2 separate regions of the Hordeum vulgare genome follow, and region 1 is linked to region 2. A link is a contact called in public Hi-C data. All regions are on one chromosome and are shown on one strand. The core of a region is the stretch at or near the end of the contact, and the rest is flanking DNA. Distances in the headings are between cores, read along the strand shown. Region 1 holds the start of LOC123427565 (zinc transporter 7-like). Region 2 holds the start of LOC123427556 (IQ domain-containing protein IQM1-like).

What was found. A called contact is a pair of places that touch in the nucleus more often than the background predicts.
Region 1: a Hi-C map of leaf shows a contact between it and region 2, with 8 times the contacts expected there. The contact joins the promoter of LOC123427565 here to the promoter of LOC123427556 in region 2. A contact is called at or near these places in 3 of 6 Hi-C or Micro-C datasets (leaf and seedling) and 1 of 1 datasets of contacts at active chromatin or transcription factors (embryo).

What each region holds. Positions count from the first base shown.
Region 1 is chr1H:151,789,209-151,792,744 of MorexV3_pseudomolecules_assembly, forward strand. It overlaps LOC123427565 (zinc transporter 7-like), which reads right to left and starts at 2,118. Exons shown (of 4, transcript XM_045111649.1): 1 at 1,856-2,118; 2 at 1,137-1,780; 3 at 903-1,052. The coding sequence starts at 1,916.
Region 2 is chr1H:151,400,728-151,404,541 of MorexV3_pseudomolecules_assembly, forward strand. It overlaps LOC123427556 (IQ domain-containing protein IQM1-like), which reads right to left and starts at 2,171. Exons shown (of 10, transcript XM_045111638.1): 1 at 2,051-2,171; 2 at 1,205-1,605; 3 at 999-1,113; 4 at 836-901; 5 at 623-711; 6 at 420-507; 7 at 176-313; 8 at 1-58. The coding sequence starts at 1,521. The region is part of intron 17 of LOC123427522 (diacylglycerol O-acyltransferase 1-1-like); the gene reads left to right.

The DNA.
Region 1 (3,536 bases), core at 868-3,367, 390 kb after region 2:
ACCACAGATAGATACTGGCGATAAGCAAGAAAGCTATATGCTTCAAAGAAACTCGGTGTACTAGAAGCCAATTCATACACAATAAAAGAATATTACTAATTTGAGAAAGGCAAGATACACAGAAGTTTATGTCCATACTATAAAAGTCTATGTTGATGGCATGTAACTGAATGCCTAATAGTTTCAATTTTCAAATGAAACCAGCTGGTCAAAGAGTAATTTTGTGGACAGAAATCTGATTGTAGCAGTAGGGTTTAACACTTTGACAAGTTGGTGATAGAATATCCGCCGATAACAGCCTCAAATTTAAAATAGGTAGACCTTGTATCTGTGAAGGTCAACCCTCCTCCATTCAATTAACAAAGGTGCAATCCCTGACCACAAAAACTAGAACTAAATGCAAGTTCGACTAGTAAAATTTCTGGATTTAATTCAGTTTAACATAATCAGGTGGTCGATTCACAGCTCGTGTTATAAGGATGGCAGCTGACCCCAGATTAGCGCTCCCTTCATAGTGAGTATTATCTATATTTCTGTATTTTCTTACGAACTGATACTTCTGAAGTTCTAAATCTTCACATTTCCTTTTGTGAATGAATATCCTGATATTTCTGACTTTCCGATTTCTGAGCATGAGGTTTGTAAGTTGTCATCCTTTTCTGTTGCATGTGCTCCTAGAATTCACCAGTTTAGTATAGTTACTTTATCCCTAAATCAAGGCCACCAGAATACTGAATCACTGTGAAAAATGAAAGTCCACATTAACGGATTAACCTATTGTAAAAACAGACGCTACAAAGTGCAAACGGTAGTAGTTGTGGTCATTTGAACTATTTCATTTTCCTTGTAGCCATCACACAGTCATGCCACATAATTGTACCAATCCATACTGAATTCCTCACCTGCGCGATGCACCCACCAAGGGCAAACCCCTCGAAGAACTGGTGAAATGAGAGCGCTGCCACCAATGGCCTGATTGCGCAGGGGCTCCGAGACACCCCAAGCGACAGCCCAATGATCACGGAGTGCGACACAATCCCCATTTCCAGTATCTACAGGAATCAAAATCAATATATACTTTTTTGAGGGGAACTATATCAAACAATTGATTGAAACCAACGAAGAGATTACACCACCTGTGATACCACGACGGAGCGCACGTGCTCTGACACCTCCCCCTCGCGTCCTTGTGGTTGCACCAGCTCGTGACCATGCGATTGCGCGTGGGAATGGGAGTGCGCTTGCAAGAGCGGGGCCTTGTGCTCACTCTGGACGACGGTGACCACAGTGATGTCTTCGTCGCTGGCGGAGGTGGACGCGGCGGCGAGTGCGGCAGCGGCGTCAGCCTTGACCCGAGCTACCTCGGCGCGGTGCTTGGTCTCGTAGAACCTGGTTACCAGGACGTCGAGCACCAGCGTGGCGAGAGCAGCGAGCATGGCGACGAAGCCGGGGAACGGGAACCGGCGCCAGGGCGCAGCCGGGAGGCAGGGGTTGGAGAGCGCGTGCTCGGCGTCGTGCAGCATGTGGACGAACCCTGTGGCCAGGATCACGCCGGCCGCGAAAGCCTTGGCGGCCACGAAGACGGCGCTGCCGGTCTCCACCGTCCGCCGCTTCCGCCCGGCAAGCGGTAGGCCCACGCCCATCACCCCGGACACCAGTATCGCCGCCATGGCAATCCACTTGAGCCGCAGCGCCGCCGCGTCGTCCCGGCACCCCGCCCCCTCGGCCTTCTCCACCTCGTCCGCGCAGCTTGCCGCGGACAGGGACGCCGCAATAAACCCTAACCCACCATTGACATCGATCGGATCAACCACAAAAGTGCTTGAAAGAAACCTCGAAGAGCAAACTGAATTACCGTTGCTTTTACTCAAGAGCTGGCCCGCGTGCCGGCGGAAGCCTGCTACACCGATCATCATGCCCTGAGAATCCCGAGCGGTGCTAAATTCCTCGAGGACAGAAACCTCGGAAAAAGATCGATCCCTTAACCTCTTGGCCTGGCCTTTCTTTCTTCTGATGCGGTGGATGCCTTGCTATCTTCGCACGTAAAAGAGCGCGCAGGGTACGAGTGAGAGAGAAAGAGGGGGAGGGTGTGTCGTCATGGTGGCACTGCACCGAACAGCCGGGGTACTAGAGCGGACGTGATCCGTCAACGCAAACGATCCAGAATGCGGACGGTGGCGATTTCACCTGGGCTAGAAGGTCGCGTTTCGCTGGGCTGCGGACCAGGAGGCTCTGCCGGTGGGGTCCGGGCCCACGGTGGGGGAAAAGCGCGAGGGCGAAGTGAGTACGTGGACTGGATGCACGAATCCCTGCTGTGCTAGACGTCGATTCGTGTTTTGGACGGCTGAGATCCTGCTCCGCGAGCGTGGAGTTAGTATACCACGTTCTCCTTCTGTTCGGCAGTTATAATACTTCGGCAGGGATAGGCAGCTGCTTGGCACACGCGATCGTGATCAAGTCGAGAGACTTGAATACGGGACATACTCCCAGTTTGGGCCCCTTTGTCAGTCTGAATGATTAGCATGACGGAGGTTGGAGCTGGTCGTGGGTTGGTGCATTGCGACAGAGTCGTGGGGCAGTGGGAAACGATGTCGACATAGTGAGGTTAGGCGGTTCCAGGATCCATCCATGTCAGCGTTCGTGTATGGGCTGGGCTCATCGGCCTTCATAACAATGGCTGTTTGGTTGCCGGGTCCTAGCATACGAGTTATTTTGCCGATACAAAGGCCAGACCGGACGTACGCTCGTCGCGTGCACAGGCGATCCACCGACTGGCCTATTCCTCCTCGAGGAAATCACTAATTAAAGCAAAAGGTGAACCATATATAATAGAAAAATAAGACACACTTCTAATCTATTAAGTATTGTACATGTTAATTATAAAATAAATTATAGATGACATAACAATGTCCACCACGTGTCTATGCTATTAATCATGCTATGAGGGAGTATTTCTTTTAAAGATCACTCCCATTTTTTCAAGTTGTGATAAATGACACACTGCATGTGTGTTACTTGTGGTAACCTGAAACTTTTTTTTCCTATTTTTATAGATTTGTATTTTTAAAATATTTTATCTCCTAAACAGTACATTCAAATCTTAAACCGTTTTTACCGTTGGATTTCTCGCGTCGAGATCTTTAAAAATTAGATCCCATGTTGATAGGTTTTCATAAACTTTTTTTAAAAAAAAGACCAAAAAACCATGACTCTCGCGATAAGATAAAAAACTAGAAAACACGTTTTTTGCGTTTTTTTTCTTTCCAGGAGGCACGGCCGTGCCTCCCACGAAGGCAAAACCGTGCCTCTCACAGAAAAAAATCGTGTCTCTCATGAAAAAAAACGTTACTTTTTCCTCTCCGAGAGACACGGGCGTGCCTCTCCCGATGGCAAACCTGTGCCTCTCACGAAAAAACATGTTATTTTTTCTCTTTTTCGAAAGGAACGACCGTTCCTCTTGTCGAAGCAAAATCGTATCTCTCGCAAAGATAAAATCGTGCCTTTCACAGAAACAAAATAGTGACTCTCGCAAAAAA
Region 2 (3,814 bases), core at 921-3,420:
CACATGTTATGGCTCCACCAGCTAGGAAACTGGAATGCTGAAACGATCCTTTCTTCTTCTGCACATTGTGAAGGCCAAAACCGAAGAAAACGTCAGAATCAACGCAGCGAATTGTATCTTTGACTACAAATTGTGTACATACGGGAGGTGGTGTGTAGAGAAAAAGAGCATTTACCTGGCCAACATAGAATGCCTTTGTGGTGCTGAGGACAAAAATCCACTTGGAGTCATCCGAAGTCTGCACAAGAACCCCAGTTTGTTTGAAGATAAGTTTGCCACCCTCAATAGCGACTTCATAGTGTTGCCTCTCTTGCTGTTATTGAGAAGGTGAGAAAAAGAGGATCAGATGGTATTCTCAATTATTCAACATTGTGAATTACAGTATCTCTTGATATCACTTAGATTGATGCGGTACGTACTGGTCCAAGGTACTTGACGCACTGCCCCTGAAGTTTAGTCCTAGGGCAATTCTCAAGATTTATTTCTTTGCCCTCCCCAATGTCTAACCTGTTGACCATGTTAAACAGTTAGCATATTATATTGTTCTAGTACTAGGTTCCCAAATTTGCGCGAATTTAAAGCCTAGACAGTAGGTACTGTATATTAAGCTCAGCTTACTTACCAATAGAAAAAGGGCTCCGTACTCTCACTCCTGGACCAGACATCATAATAGATATGCAAATTGTGCCCATATCGATGCCTTGGGTCAATCTGTCCGAAGGCATAAAATGGCAACATTAGTAGTAATAAACAATCTGCAACAATCTCAGTGGACAGTAGGACACTACCTACTGATCTTAGTTTAGTGCTAGAGTTTAAGTAGCATGTGACTTACAGCTTCGAGCCAGTGCTGCAATGCCAGCTTCTGAGCCTTCCCATTCTTAGATAACCCCTTGCCAACCTAAACCAACGAAAAAGATCGCGTCATTCAACTGCAAGTTTGATCAAAATACAAGGCACCAGGTAGACGGTTTGATGAATCAATGAATGTTAGTCACCTTAGCGGCTCTTGTCCTTGCCCTCGCCCACCGCGACGCCGCCGTTTCGGGCTTTCCGCCGTTGAAGAACGATATCGAGCTGTGCTTCAGTGATGCAAAGTCCAGTGCTTTCCACCTGCGATAAGAATCAAAACTTCTATAACTTTCTGAATGTTAACTAGCTGTCCCAGTGCTCAAGGTCAAGGACCGAAGAAACTGATACATACCATAGCTCCTCTACGACGACTGCGCAGTCGGCGAGGTTTCGCCTGGTCCGGTAACTCTTGTAAACCTTTTGAAGTTTGACGGCTGCAGCATCAAGCTCACATTTGGGGCTGGACGATACATTGGGGCTCGATGCGTCAGAGTTGCGTCGGTCTTGGATGCCATTTATCAGGCTCTGTTTGCTCTTATTCTGAACTGAACCTGTGGATTTCTCTCCTCCTTGCCACTGTTTGAAGCTCACAGAGCGCACCAGTGTGGCCTTGGAGAAGAGATGTTTCTTGTTCCGTTCATCCCGAGGAGAGGGGATTTTGTTCACCATGTCGGTTTTGTGTGTCCTCGGACTGGAGATCTCCGTGCCAACAACTTCAGACCGCGCGCGACGGTACAATCCAATAAACTGAACCTTCTCCTCAAAAATTGGGAGAATCTGAATTAGTTTCATGTGAAACGGTGATTTTGAGCAACTTGGAAGAGAACTGAAAAGAACAAATCTGCTCTTGTGACATGGTCAACGGTCAGACAAGAATAAAGCACTAACAACAACCAGCTACCAGCCGGCTGAAATGACCCCAGACTTTCAGGATCTCCACAGCAACAACAAGATGAGTTCATAAGTGCATTCGTGACCTAAACGAACTGAGACCAATACTTGAGCTCTTGAATCCATCTTTAGAACAAAACCAACTAGACTTCAAGTGGCAAAACACCTATAGAACTCACAGTCAAAATAAATAATCCTGCCACGGAACCTCATGTTGGACCGATTCCAGTCCCCAGCAAGAACACGAACCAAGAAGAGGACCGGGTCAACTTCTAAGCAATCAAAGCAAGAACTCCATGATCCTCACCTGTGGTCTCGGCGCAGCAACCCAAGAACTGGAGTCTTCCCCGGAGGCGACAGGAATCGCGGAAGGCGTCGAGGGGTGGGAGAGAAATCTTATATGTGGTAATCCGTCGAATGTCGATGTGCACCGTACCTCAGGGGAGCTTACGCTCCCTCTTATATATATGTACCGAAACCTTGGACTGGCCCCAGAGACGTCAGTTTTGTATTCGAGGGTTCATGGCTGGGCAATTTTGTTGCCCAAGCAAGCTAAGACTTCGGTCACTGCTGAAGTATGCACAAGAGGCTGCTGGCTTTCAACTCGCTGGACGTTCTTTCAGTTTACACCCTGCCATACGTCTCTTCTCCAGACAGGTCCTGAGCGGTCATCCTTTTTATTGGGTTGGTCTTGGTCGTCTGTGTGTGGTTGGGGGGAGGGGGGCGTTATGTCTTCCTTCCTGAAGGCCCTACGTTGTCCAAACTATGTTTCTTATGAGCAGTGCTATAGTACTAGGTAAGATAGCTTTCCTTCGGATTTTTGAAGGATGGATCAAATCATCGATTCGGTCGCATCATTTTGTAAATCAGCACCATTCATAGTACGCATCGTACAAATTTCGTACGTGCACTGTCATGTGCAGAGTAGTTTCGTTTTTTTTCATTTGTGTTTCTAAAGGTAAATTCTTATTTGTATATTTTACATGTAGTTTTGTAGGATATTTTAACAAAATGTGAAACTTATACCTTGACAAAAATGACACATTCTATGGCACGATCATCCTTCAAGCATTCATAGGTCTTCTTAGCCCTACGGAACCTTGACAACTTAGCTTGTAACCCATGTCATGAGAAGATTGTATGTATATGAAAATAGGGATGCCTGTTTATAAATGTGTTAGGCTTTCTTATGGAAAAGGCCCATGTATTAACCGCTGGATATAAATTAGGATCCTTATGCTTACTTATGCTTACATGTCCAACGAAAAAGGGATATATTAAACATTAAGATGGCTTCGGTCCAGTTTGTGAATAATGAATTTCTAAAAGGGTTGGACGCACTTTGCTGCGATGTTGATGTTTTTTGGATTCCTATAATTTTTGTACTCAATCTATTTTAAAATGTAAGGTGTATTGATTTTTTGAAAAGTCGAACCTCTTTAAATTTGCTTACATTTTTGTTGAAATATCTCAGTATCCATAATATCAAATTGGATTCTTAGATTCATCATGAAATGAATTTTCATATTTTATTATTGGCTAACTTCCAGTCGACCGGAAGTTAGGGACAAATCCGCACAACTCGTTCCTACATGATTGCTCTCATCCCATGCTCGCTTGCACTGATTTTTTTCCTTCTCTCAAAAACCGTAGTGAATCGCTAGTGGATTTTTCTGGTTTTTCGCTGCATAACATGCAATAATTATTGAACCTAATAACCAACTAAGCCACCTTTTGATATCTATTGTAGATAAGCAATGTTATTTGAACCTTTTTTTTATTTCTTTCATATCAGAAAAAATAATAAAGATTGGCTTGATAACTTTGGCATGACGAACGTGATAAATATAGTATGAGTAACATAATAACTATACCATGATAAGATTGATAACTACAGTACGAGAAGGTTAAAGCATGTGGCAGTATGATAATTTAACACAAAAAATACCGGTTACATGTTTCAAAACCTTTTTCCCCTTGGATGAAAGATACCATGGTGTTTAAACGTAAGATATTAGGTCTGTGATGCATAAAATTGTCATAAATTTACATGAAAGTTATCGGAGGAGTT